Linked DNA regions of Mus musculus: region 2 is linked to region 1. A link is a contact called in public HiChIP or PLAC-seq data. All regions are on one chromosome and are shown on one strand. Each heading gives the region's core, a stretch centred on a gene start, on an enhancer-like site or on the middle of the called end of the contact. The rest is flanking DNA. Distances are from core to core; before and after follow the strand shown.

Region 1 (5,953 bases), core at 2,311-4,810:
AAAGATGGGAAAGGATCCACTGTTAACCACCCATCGTCCTTGCCCTTAACAGAAATCCTGGGAGAAGAGGGTAAAAATAAAGGGTGGATCTCACAATCCTGAGAAAACAAATAATCCAAGGTAAGGAGAGCCACCTACATTCAGATGTTGTCTCCCATGGGCAACCCAGTAATGATGCCTGCTCATTGGTTTAGGGCCCAGACATATCCAACAAAATACAGCGGCTACTCTAGGATTCCATATTCACAGCCTGTGGTGGTTTGAATAGGAACGGTCCCCATAGACTCTGGTGTTTGAATGCTTGGCCATAGAGAGTGGCACTATTAGGAGAGTGGCACATGTTGGAGTAGGTGTGGCCTTGTTGGAGAAGTGCATCCCTGTGGGGGTGGGCCTTAGGGTCAAAGAAGCTCAAGCCTGGCCAGTTTGTCTCACTCTCCTCCTGCTTCTTGCAGATCACATTGCAGAATTCTCAGTTCCCTTTCTAGCACCACATCTGCCTGCATGCCACCACACGGCTCACCATGATGACAGTGGACTAAACCTCAGAAACTGTAACCCAGACCCAGTTAAATCTTTTCCTTTGTAAGAGTTGCCATGGTCATGGTGTCTCTTTACAACAATGAGATCCTAACTAAGACACAGCCTCTGGCTCAGACTGCCAAGATGTGTTGTTTGTGTTTCACTCCTCGGGAGTCTAAACCTCACCCAGCTGCTCACTCAGTCCTTTTAAACAGGAACAAATGCCAATGTACACACACACACCTTCCCCACCCTTACCACAGGCCTCTCTCAGCCTCATTCTGCCTTTCCAGGAAACAGGACCTGGGGGGCAGTGTCTTTGCCCTAAGATGGATCTAAGGCTTCCCCAGAGCCTTCTGACGTTCTCATAGTTGTCCGTCACTCCATCACTTGAGGCCAGCCTGCCTTTGGGGAACTTGAAGGAGACTGTAGTCTTGGGGTGTGTTATAGGGCAGGAGAATGCAGGTTCTTCCTATTGGGGTTCATTCAGACTTACCTGTGTTTTCTATCAGTATCATCCAAACCTGGAACTTAGCTCTTTAACCATGTGATCTTTCCTCTAAAACAGCTTCGACATCAAAGCACAAGTTTATACGTCACAGGAAAGATTTGTCTTGTGTGATTGTCCATTCTTTCTAGTTCTATTAGTAATGAAGTCAGCCTTAGATTCCTTCAGGTATATTGAGTGTGGGAACTCAATAATAGAATAATAGTGTGCACCAAGGCACCATCCCTAGCCTCACTGAGTTCCCGGAACCTCCCTGTGCTAGATAAACTTCTGCTGTTGGTGGAAATCTTGGAAGAGCAAAGAAAGGAAAGTCTGTGCTTTGTAAGTTAGGAAGAACCCAGAGGAAGTTACAAATGAGTCAATGCATACCAGCTCTAACAGAAAGCTGTGCCTCTCCCTGCCAAGGGAGGAGTGAGTAACCTGAGACACCCTGCCGACGGCCAGTGCTCCACTGCATTCTCTCCTTCTCTGCTTGCTCCAACACAGACTCAAAAGAGGCTGTCCTTGGGCTACTAGAACTATATGGTGAAACATGATAACCAAAAGCAAGTTGGGGAAGAAAGAGTTTATTTGGCTTCTTCAATATTTTTCACACAAGAGTTCATTACTGAAGGAAGTCAAGGCAGGAAGTCAAATAGGATGAAACCTGGAGGCAGGAGCTGATGCAGACGCCATGGAGGGGCGCTGCTTACTCGCTTGCTTCCCATGGCTTGCACAACCTTCTTTCTTATAGAACCCAGGACCACTAGCCTAAGGATGGCACCACCCACAATGAGCTGGGCCCTCCCTGAATCAATCACTAATTTAAAAAATGCCCTACAGCTGGATCTCATGGAAGGTATTTTCCCAACTGAGGTTCCCTCCTTTCTGATGTTGCTGTGTTAAGCTGACCTAAAACTAGAGATGTTCATCTTAGGTGACTCTAGACTGTGTAAAATTGATGAATAAACCTAACTAGAACAGTTATTTGGGGAGAAGCAGGAGTTCTCAAGATAAAAATATGGGGCCACTATGCAAGCCCTGAGGCAACTGCAAGCCCTGAGGCAAGAGAGGCAACTGAGAGCAAGCTGAGCTTACGGTTCTTGGAGGCGCAGGCAAGGCTGAGCCACTTCATAAACAAATCCAAACTTTTTGTAAAAGCCACTCTTCCCTTGGGCAGAACAGCCTGTTGTGGATCAGATGTCAGTGGCCCCTAATTTCTACCCACCCCTCAATGGGAGGTGTTAAGAAACGGTGGCTTTGGGATGGGCCTGGTGGCACACACCTCTAATCCCAGCACTTGGGAGGCAGAGGCAAATGGAACTCTGTGAGTTTGAAGCCTGATCTACAGAGCAAGGTCTGGGACAGCCAAGGCTACGTAGAAAGATCCTATGTCAAATAACAAAGCAAAAACAATTAAAAAGCAAAGCAAAAGATGACGTGTGGGTCATGGGATGGGAGTTGGTCGTGGTAGCTGAGCCCTCCTCAGTGGGATTAGTACCCTGTGAAAGGGGTGAGTGCTCTCTCTTTTACCACACAAAGAGAAGTGGGCTGGGAAATCCATCTTCTTGGATACAAGAAGCAGGCCATCTACAATCCAAAACTGGCTAGACCTGCCCAAGTCTCAGACTCCTCACACCCAGCACTGTAGGAAACCCATTCCTGGTGTGCGTGTCTGTCTACAGGATCGTGCTGACGGTGTTCTGATAGACTAGAAATGCCACAAGGCTATAGTTCTAAGCAGGCTGGGGTGGGAGAGGTCACTTGTACCTGGGGGAGCAGAGCAGTCCCCACAGTGAACTTATTCACAGAAAAACTTTGGGACTGGCCTCGGAAAACCCTTGAAGAGTAGAGAAAACAGACTGGCCAACCACAAGATCAAGAGGGGCAAGGGCCAGCAAACCAGCACTAGAAAATGGACAGCGGTTTACCTGCAGGGGGACGGAGTACCCTGAAGCTACGATCAGATCAATTCTGAGTCGGAGCTAACTAGCCGCTGACTGGTTAGGCCTGGAACGGGGCCTGGCATTCTACCAGGCAGGATGGAAATGAAGACAGATGTGGAATAATGGAAAGAGGGGGGGAATCACCATAGGAAGAAAAAGGGGGATGAAAATGACCTAGAAAATACTCAGAGTAGTACATTAAGTGTCCAAACAGGCCAGGCTTCAGAGACACCCCTCCTCCCCTCCCCATCCCCGTGAGTCACCACTTGGGAGTTGGCAACAAAGTTGCAGACTCAGATGGGAATGGAATGGGATGGAGAGAGCGAGGCACCCCAGGGAAAACAGAAATGGCCCAGTAGAGTCCCATGGAGAAAGAGGCAGGAAGTCAGAGAATAAAGAAAAAGGCTACTTATTGAGCAAAAGTGACAGATGAAGATGTGTGTGTGTGTGTGTGTGTGTGTGTGTGTGTGTGTGTGTGTGTGTGTGTGTGTGTGTGTGTGTGTATCCAAAGCTCAAACCTTGATGAAGAGGACAACCAGCCCTGAAAACAAGCCTCTGCTTTACCTATGTTAAATTCTCAAGCATCATTTCAAGAGAACTATAGCCTTTCAAGTTTGCTTATATGCACTGTCTGTTACCTCCCCCTAGTGACGGAACTCGTGAATGTGTGAGAGGAGTTGCAAGTGAAAGTTGCAAGTTAAAGGATGGATGGCAAAGGTGATGCTGATCATGATTGTGGTGGTGGTGGTGGTGGTGGAAAGACTTCCTTTTGTTTCTCTAGTGTGTGGGGTCCCTCCGTGTGCTTTTGCAGGTGACCGTGTGCATCTGGACAGCTCTGGGAACTGCATATACTCTCCCGGCCACTCATCTCATCTGGCACTGCTTTAGACTCAGGCTTCTTTAGCCTTTTGATATTAAAAGCCAACATTGTCATCTAGAAATTTACACCTGATAACTGTGTGATCAGGTTATAAGAAAAAAAATCAGAACAAACATGGGGCTGGAGAGACACTTCAATCATTAAGGGGACTTTCTGCTTTACAGAGGACCCCAGTTTGGTTCCCACCACCCACATCAAATGGCTGCTCCAATTCCAAGGGATCTGTGTCTTCTTCTGGTCTCCAAGGACTATGGTATGCACACATACACTCAGGCACTCACACACAATTGTTTTCAATTTTATATTGCAAGCAAAACTTTCCAATGTTTGTTTACATGTGTTCATTGTGTGTTGTGTGTACTGGCTACTTTTAGTGTGTGCATGTGCATGTGGGTGCATGTGGGAGCCAGAGGTGGACATCAGATGTTTGTCCCTTCTTAGTCTCCACCGTGTGTGTGTGTGTGTGTGTGTGTGTGTGTGTGTCTGTTGTTATTTTATATGCATGGGTGTTTTGCCTGTAATGTGTATCTGCACCTCGTGAGTGCCTGGTGTCCTTGAAAGCCAGAAAAGAACAGAGTTACAGATAGTTGTGAGCCACCAATGTGGGTGCTGGGAATTGAAGCCCTGTCCTCTGGAAGAGCAGCCAGTGCTCTGAACCAGAGCCAGCTCTCCAGTTCCTCCATCTTTATTTTTCAAAACAGGTCCTCTCGCGGAATCTGAACCTTATCACTGCACCTAGGCTGGAGAGTGGAGAATGGCTCCAAGTGCTTCTGTATTTCAATACTTGGTTCCAGTTGGTAGAACTATTTGCAAAGCAGTTTGGAAAGAAATGCTTGCTAGGAGGTGTGGCCTTGTTGAAGGTGAGCCACTGGGGGCAGCCTTTGAGAAAGGAGAGCTCTCTCCCCTTCCCCTCTTCCTCTCCCCTCCCCGCTCTCTTCCTTGTGCTTGTCAATTAAGATGTGAGCCCTCCTCTACTGCTCTAGTGCCCTGCCTGCCTGCCTGCTGCCATGTTTCTCCACCATGATGTTTATGAAGTTTCTTTGGCCATGATGTCTTATCACAACAAGAGAGAAGTAATTAAGACAGAAGTTGGTACCAGGGAGTGGGCTGTTGCCTTGAGAGGACCGATCATTCTGTTTTGGGGAGAAATGTGGAAGACTTAGGACAGAGAAAGCAGTAGAATGCTGTAAGCTAGTTTTATGGGCTATCCTAGTAGGAGCTTATATAATAGTGCTAAAAGCAATGTGGACTACAGAGACAAGCTCAGGACGTCTCAGAGGGAAACAATATCGGTTATAATTGAGACCATTCTTGTGATATGTTGGCAAAGAACTAGCTGCTTTTTGCTCTTGTCCTTAGAATCTGCCTGAGCCGGGTATGGTGGCACATGCCTTTAATCCCAGCACTCAGAAGGCAGAGGCAGGCAGATGTAGGAAGCGGGTTCGGCTGCATGGGCCTAGACAGTGCCCTGGCCCAGTGCCAGGCCCCGTGAACCCCACATGTTTACTGCCTTGCAGTGAGGCTGCATGTGTGGGCTGCCTGCCAGGCTGGACTGTTCCTCGTGATCCGGACCTGTCAGCCTATCGGTGACTGACCTGAGCTGGTATCTGGAGCATGTGTGATTTCTGATTGGATGAGGTGGTGTGGAGCGAGATGAGGTTGGTCTGCGCGAGTATGGGAGGGTCGATGTTGTTGTCCTTGCCCTAAGTGGAAGAGATTGTGGTAAGAAAAACTGCAAGAAGGAGTAAAAGAAGCTGTTGCGTGAACCAGACTTGGTATCCGCGTCGTTCTTGTTTCTGCGGGTCGGAGACTGCAGGCGGCGAGGACAGCGACAGGCGGATTTTTGAGTTCGAGGCCAGCCTGGTCTACAGAGTGAGTTCTAGGACAGCCAGGGCTATACAGAGAAACCCTGTCTCTTGCGCGCGCTCGACTGGCCAGGAAGAACGACGCTGCAACAGGATCCTTCTGCACACGTTTATTGGGAGAGCTTGATTGTAGAGGCGAAAAGACCTCGAGCCCAGAACTGGTGCTGCTTTTATAGGCCTAGGAGGGACGTGTCTCACACCCGGATTGGTTATGCACTAAGCCTTATTTGCATGTTCCTCATCTGATTGGCTACTC
Region 2 (5,953 bases), core at 2,395-4,894, 530 kb before region 1:
TCTCTCTCTCTCTCTCTCTCTCTCTCTCTCTCTCTCTCTTTCTCTCTCTCCATGTAACATTTGCCACTGGCAATAATTCCTCAGTGTTTTGTTTTATTTGCCTTACCAGAAAGATTTCTTTATTCGGGATCTTAGCCACCGCCGAGGCCCCCAGGTCTTTTTGTCAGTTGTGCATCAAGACAGCTTCCACATTGATGAGCTTCTCACCCTCCCAATGCTGTTGGCAATGCTTCCGAGCCCCAAATCAGACAGTCTCAAGGCTCTGGACTACATATGGTTTATTTTTACCTTTTGGCAATTATGTTTGGTGAAGGAAATAAGGATCTCAGGACCAAGCCCCACCTCTGCCAGGCAGTCACTGTGGTTCACTCCATTAACTGGGCATGTGATTTGAGTCTTGACCAACTTGAGAGTTTACTGAAATGAAAGCAAAGTCACGCAGGAAATGCTGTATTCATTACTTTCTCATTGTGGTGACAACAAACCTGGCAGAAGCAACCTAGAGAAGAAAGGGTTGATTTGGGCTCGCAGGTTGAGGGTGGCATAAATATCAGGAGTAGCTGCAGCTGGGCAGTAGGGAGAAACTCAGAAACTGGTCACAGGCCGATGGATACTAATGTCCACTCTCTCCTTTTCAATCCCAACCTGTGGCCCAAAGCTGAGAGTGGGGTTTGCTTCCACGGTTACACATCTCTAGAATTATTCTCAAATACATGCCCAGATGTGTTTTCTAGATGGTTTCAAATCTAGATTTACCACCACAAGCTCACCTCTTGTCAACGACTTGAGACTCAAATGTATTGCTTTTAAAAAAAATTTTTATCTTATTTTAAAAACTTTCTTAGAAAAAAAAAGTTGCAAAACAAGTCACACAACAAAATTAACCAGTCCGATTATACAACTCAATGGACTTTAATACAGTTAGAACAGCTACATGAAATAGAAGCTGTGGAGTTACAATGGGGTTTTATATTTTTACTATGGAATATGCTTTTATGTACATATCCTCCACAAAAGTGAAATGTTTCACCAGTTAAAATTAGCATCCTTTTCCTAACTTGTGTTTAACGATAGATGTACACGTGTAAGCAAGTACACATGTGCTTTCAGCATAGCACAGAAAAGAACAAGAAAAGCCAAGTATTAGAGGAGGGGGAAGGACTGAATGCTGGCAATGAGCACTCAACTTTTCAATCATGTTATTCCACCCCTGTCTTCCATAGGCTCATGGCTATTTCATAGTACAAAATTAATCTGTTTTCCAAATTCAAAAATCCACAGTCTTAACAGTTTTAGTCTTAGTCAAAACGATCAAAGCATCATCGGAGACTCGAAGTGTCACAGGGAACCCAGCAGAGATGACCACTCAGACACAGTGACTCTGCAGATACAATGATAGCCAATTGAAAGTCTTTATTCCAGCTGTCTGGGGTGACATTCAGATATTCAGGAACCCAGGTCTAGTCCCCAGTATCCAGAACATGGGGTTTTTGGAGGTCTGTCCTGGCATCTCACTTGGCAACACTGGGAGTGAGGTACACATAAGCAAGCAGGTTGGCAGAGCTAAGATGAGTTAACAAGGACATCCTGACCTTGGGTCCTAAACTAGAGTTGGTTAATTTTTCATGGGACTCCCCATCAAGGAGATGAAATTCTGCTTAAACCCGAGATGGCCTCAGCAACAATACAAACTGGTGGAGCCTGTGCATGGTCTTGCCCAAGGGACAAGAGCTTACCTGAAGCTTCTTCTCTGTTGGCTGTAGTTGGCCATGCAGAGGATGCAGGATTTGATGTGGGTGGCAATGCAGTGGAGGATGTGAGCCTGCAAACCCAACCACATACGAATAACAGTGAGTTCTGCTGTTTAAGCTCTCCATGTAGGCTGCACTCCTACAGCTGTAGTGCTTTCTACAAGCCTTTATGGCCAAATCTACTTTCCTAGACAGTTGTTTTCCTGTAGGAAATCCTTTCATAGGCTGTCTCAACTCAGGCTATCTTCTTTCTAATGAATTTTCATTTCTATAAGTTGGAGCCTTCCACAGGTAGGATCTTATCTTTAGGGCCCCTTTCTTACTGCTGTAGTAAAGAGATCAGGTTTTACTTCCAGGGCACTAAACCTCTTTAACACTTATGGCTGCTTGTCTGCATCTCTAAGCTCACACTCTTTTTCCTGCCAAACTGCACACTTTGCAGGTCTTTCTGTTTTCTCACACGGTAAAGCTGACTGCATAGTGGGCAGTAACCACACCAGAGCCTGGGTGTCATCTGGAAATGTCTTCTGCCAAACAACCAAGTCTGTTTCTTTTTAAAATTTAACCTCACTCAAGTTTTCAGGACATGGGCAGAATGTAGCCAGATTCTTTGCTTGTAACAGGAACGCTTTCTAGTCCAGTTTTCAGAGTCCTGGCCTCTCTGAAGCCTCATGAGCTATGCCTCCACTGTCCATGTTTCCCTCTGCTCTGGTCTTCTGAGCTCGCACTAGAATGGCCTGCTGTACCAAGGTTTCTACATTCTAGGCCTTTTCTAGAAGCTTCTAATTTTTATTACATCCATCCACAAAAGTCACTTCCATAAGTCAAGAGCCACACGGTCAGATCTGCATCACATCAGCCCCACATCTGGGTACCAACTTTCTTGTGGCTGGTTTTACTCATGTATAAGAAGCAAGAGAGTGTTTGTTCACCATTTGCCTGGCTATAGACTATCACCTCTTTTGTGGTCTGCCTTTCCTGCCCCAGCTGGCAATATTTGGTATCAGCCCAGGTCTCCCCTGCCTTGCCTTGGCCATAGGAAGCAGAAACGACTCTGTTAGCTGTAGCACATTTCCTTGACTCTGTAAGATACCCATTTAATTCCTGTTCTGTGCTGGGCGACATTTGGTGAGTTGCCTTGTGCAGTGCCTTGCATTAGGTATGAGGTAACTGATTGGATGCATACGCATATATATGCATTGTTAAATTGCTCAAGACAGGGAAGGAACATATAATTTAAACAAGTTAACCTTAAAAGGCTGCTTTTCAACTCCAGCTCAGAGTTGGATAATTTGAAATTCTGATTTCTGGCCTCTGGATCAGCCTAATCTTTCTGAAGTGGATTTAGGAATGTAGTCCCATCCACCCCATAGTTACCACCACCATTTACAGCCTGCCTTTACCAAACAAACAAATTTGAGGAAACCAGAAAAATTCTAGGCAACCAAGCCCCAAATTTTCCATGATTATTTCTTATCATGATGTGACCAAGACATAAAACTTCTTGGCTCTAGTTCAATGCCAGATGATGATTTTGCAGCTGAAGAACGTCTGACACATGGAAACAAAGTTTAAAAACTCATTTTTATAGATAAATATATAGAAAAAGCATGAGCTGTATCTGAGGACATTAATCCCATACTATCTTTGTTTTGAGATACCTGGCACACAGCCATCCTACAGAGGCAGACCATACCAATCTTGTTGGAACAGCTATAGTTGTTGGTGAGCCAAGGACCACTTAGCCTGCCTTCAGTGACCCAGTGCCAACACCCACATCATCACCAGCCATCAAATGGGACATATTTCCACTATTCCCACAAGTCCTGTATTCTCCCTATGCACACACACTACCCCTTGTTATAAAGCCCGTGCCTTCCTGGTTTGTTCTTCCTTCCCCCCTTGTTAAGAAGCAGCCTTTATATACCTCCACCCACGGAAACCTCTCCCATGATCTATTGCTCAGTGTGACTTTGTGGCATTCCTTCGCCCCGATCTGCCAAGAAACCCTAACAACGGTGCTAGTGGGAATTTTCCCACAGCTCTTCCATTAATTTAAGGAAGAAAATAGCATTATGAAAGAGTCTGCAGTTTCCTGGTGAGTTGTTTATGCTGCCTCACTACTAGCTAATGTTGAGCTAGGAACTGATGCCTTCTCCCTGGTCCCAGTTGAGTAGGCCAGACCTTAGAGAAGGAGGTTGGGTAGACTGAGTCACAGATTCATCCGGATGCTTCTCTATTACACGTAGTCCTGTGATTGCAAGGAGGCATGGAGGTATGTTAGATTTTTTTCTTTATGCTTTGTTTTAATGTATGTCTGTGTACTGTGTACATGCCTGGTGCCCAAAGAGGAAAGAAGAGGGCATTGCATCCCTTGAAACTATAGTTTCAACACAACTCTGATCCACCAGGCAGGTACTAGGAGTCGAACTTAAATCCTCTGGAAGAGCAGTCAGTGTGTCCTTAACTACTGAGTCATCTCTCTAGTCCTGAGCATCAGACTTTCTTCTCATTGTTACAAAGAATCTTCATTGGAAATCTGACTAGAATGAGAGATGCCTAAGAGGTTAGTGAATTGTACCTCTGTGATGATATTTTCAGAGGCAATCAGATTGTGAGGACTCTAACCTAATGAGTGGATTTATTCTTTGGCAGATTCCTAGCCTGACGCTTTTATTAGGAGATGTGTGGTAGGAGGTGAGGCTTATCTGGAAGACATAGGCCATGGGCGTGGGCATGGAGCACAGACGAGGGAGCACAGACCTGTATCTTGTTTTGGACTCCTTTTACGTTACTTCTTTCTGTTTCTTGGTCCACAAGGACGTAAACATCTCTGTTTTATCATGTGCCCCATGATGGACCAACACCTCTGAAACAATGAGCCAAGCTCCCTCTAAATTGCATCATGTAATCTGGCCACAAGGACACAGGAGTAACCAATGCAGTCACTATGACCAAATACACCAGAGAAACAATTTGATGGAGGGAGAGCTGACTCTGTCTCATGGGCTCAGAGGTTTCACTCTCATGCGGGAGCCAGGCCACACAAATCATGGCTGCCAGGAAGCAAGGAGATAGTGTTTCCTCCCTTTTCCTTCTTCTTTCTCAGTTTATCAAATAGCATCACCCCGGTTCAGGGTGATCCTCCTCTTGTCGTGCATCCTCCCTGGAAACACCCTGTAGACCTGGAGTGTGGTTTATAATCTCCTGGATCCTCAGTTCAATCAATTTGACAGTAAGAGTTAATGGAGATAGAAGGCTTACCTATCCCTACACAAATGAGGCTGTGGTTGTGGATAGCCATCTGATGACCAGACTGGGCCAGATCTGGTTGAGGCAATTTGTAAGACTGGATGGTGCTGAGCAAGGAGGTTGTGGTGGGTGGGATGTATTTTTATTCCTCGATATAGTTTACATACAGCACTAGTCTCATACAGGATGAAGCATGCACACCAACACTGTCAGCTTTGGTAGCAAAATCTTAGAACAGTGGAGTCCAGGTATCTTTGGCACAAATCAGAGATATAATGAAGAAAACACCTGATACAGTGATCAAGTTATAGACTAAATATATGTTATCAAAATAGGTGGTGGGCTGGAGAGATGGCTCAGCAAGGGCACTGACTCCTTTTCCTGAGATCCTGAATTTAATTCCCAGCAACCACATGATGGCTCACAACCATCTGTAATGGGATCTGACGCCCTCTTCTGGTGTGTCTGAAGACAGCTACAGTGTACTCCCATACATTAAATAAATAAATAAATAAATAAATAAATAAATAAATAAATAAATAAATAAATCTTTTTTTTTTTAATAAGTAGGTGGCTTGCTGTGAATCTGGTCTACACGAGCAAGCAACCAACACTTTATGGCTTTGTCTGTGGGTTTATGTTCCCTAAATACAGAAAGACTATTCTGTCATCTGATGGAAATTAAAAAATGAAAAATGAAGATAAAGGTAACAGTAAGGAAATTTGGAAATGTGTTGGTTTCATACCACAATTAAACTATTAATACATATCTCTTTAATAAAATTGTCTCAAAATGTCGATGAAAACTCATATTCTTCTCACCTCTGTTGTTGTCCACTTCTCCATTTAAGCCAAAAAAAGGAGTCAAGAAAACATATCAACCTCAAGAGAAAATATTCAGGCATTTTAGACATTCCAGTGGTCCGCTTTCCGGTGTAGTTCAGTATTTG

What was found. HiChIP or PLAC-seq counts read pairs in DNA pulled down with a chosen protein or histone mark.
Region 2: a contact with region 1 is called in a CTCF HiChIP or PLAC-seq map of the NIH/3T3 cell line, with 7 read pairs. The contact joins two enhancer-like sites. A contact is called at or near these places in 1 of 15 datasets of contacts at CTCF or cohesin (the NIH/3T3 cell line), 4 of 484 Hi-C or Micro-C datasets (3T3-L1-derived adipocytes, bone marrow-derived macrophages, cerebral cortex and 1 more) and 3 of 115 datasets of contacts at active chromatin or transcription factors (the NIH/3T3 cell line, astrocytes and heart atrium).

The regions. Positions count from the first base shown.
Region 1 is chr14:47,749,253-47,755,205 of GRCm38.p6, reverse strand. No RefSeq gene overlaps it. Among named protein-coding and RNA genes, the nearest start is that of 4930538L07Rik, 5.3 kb to the left of the region's middle. Within about 2 kb of position 3,560, at least 43 of the 459 cell types and tissues checked have an H3K27ac peak or open chromatin away from gene starts, as enhancers often do. A contact at or near this core is called in the NIH/3T3 cell line, where this site is marked.
Region 2 is chr14:48,275,887-48,281,839 of GRCm38.p6, reverse strand. It overlaps a transcript of Peli2 not described here. Among named protein-coding and RNA genes, the nearest start is that of Gm52144, 73 kb to the right of the region's middle. Within about 2 kb of position 3,644, at least 14 of the 459 cell types and tissues checked have an H3K27ac peak or open chromatin away from gene starts, as enhancers often do. A contact at or near this core is called in the NIH/3T3 cell line, where this site is marked.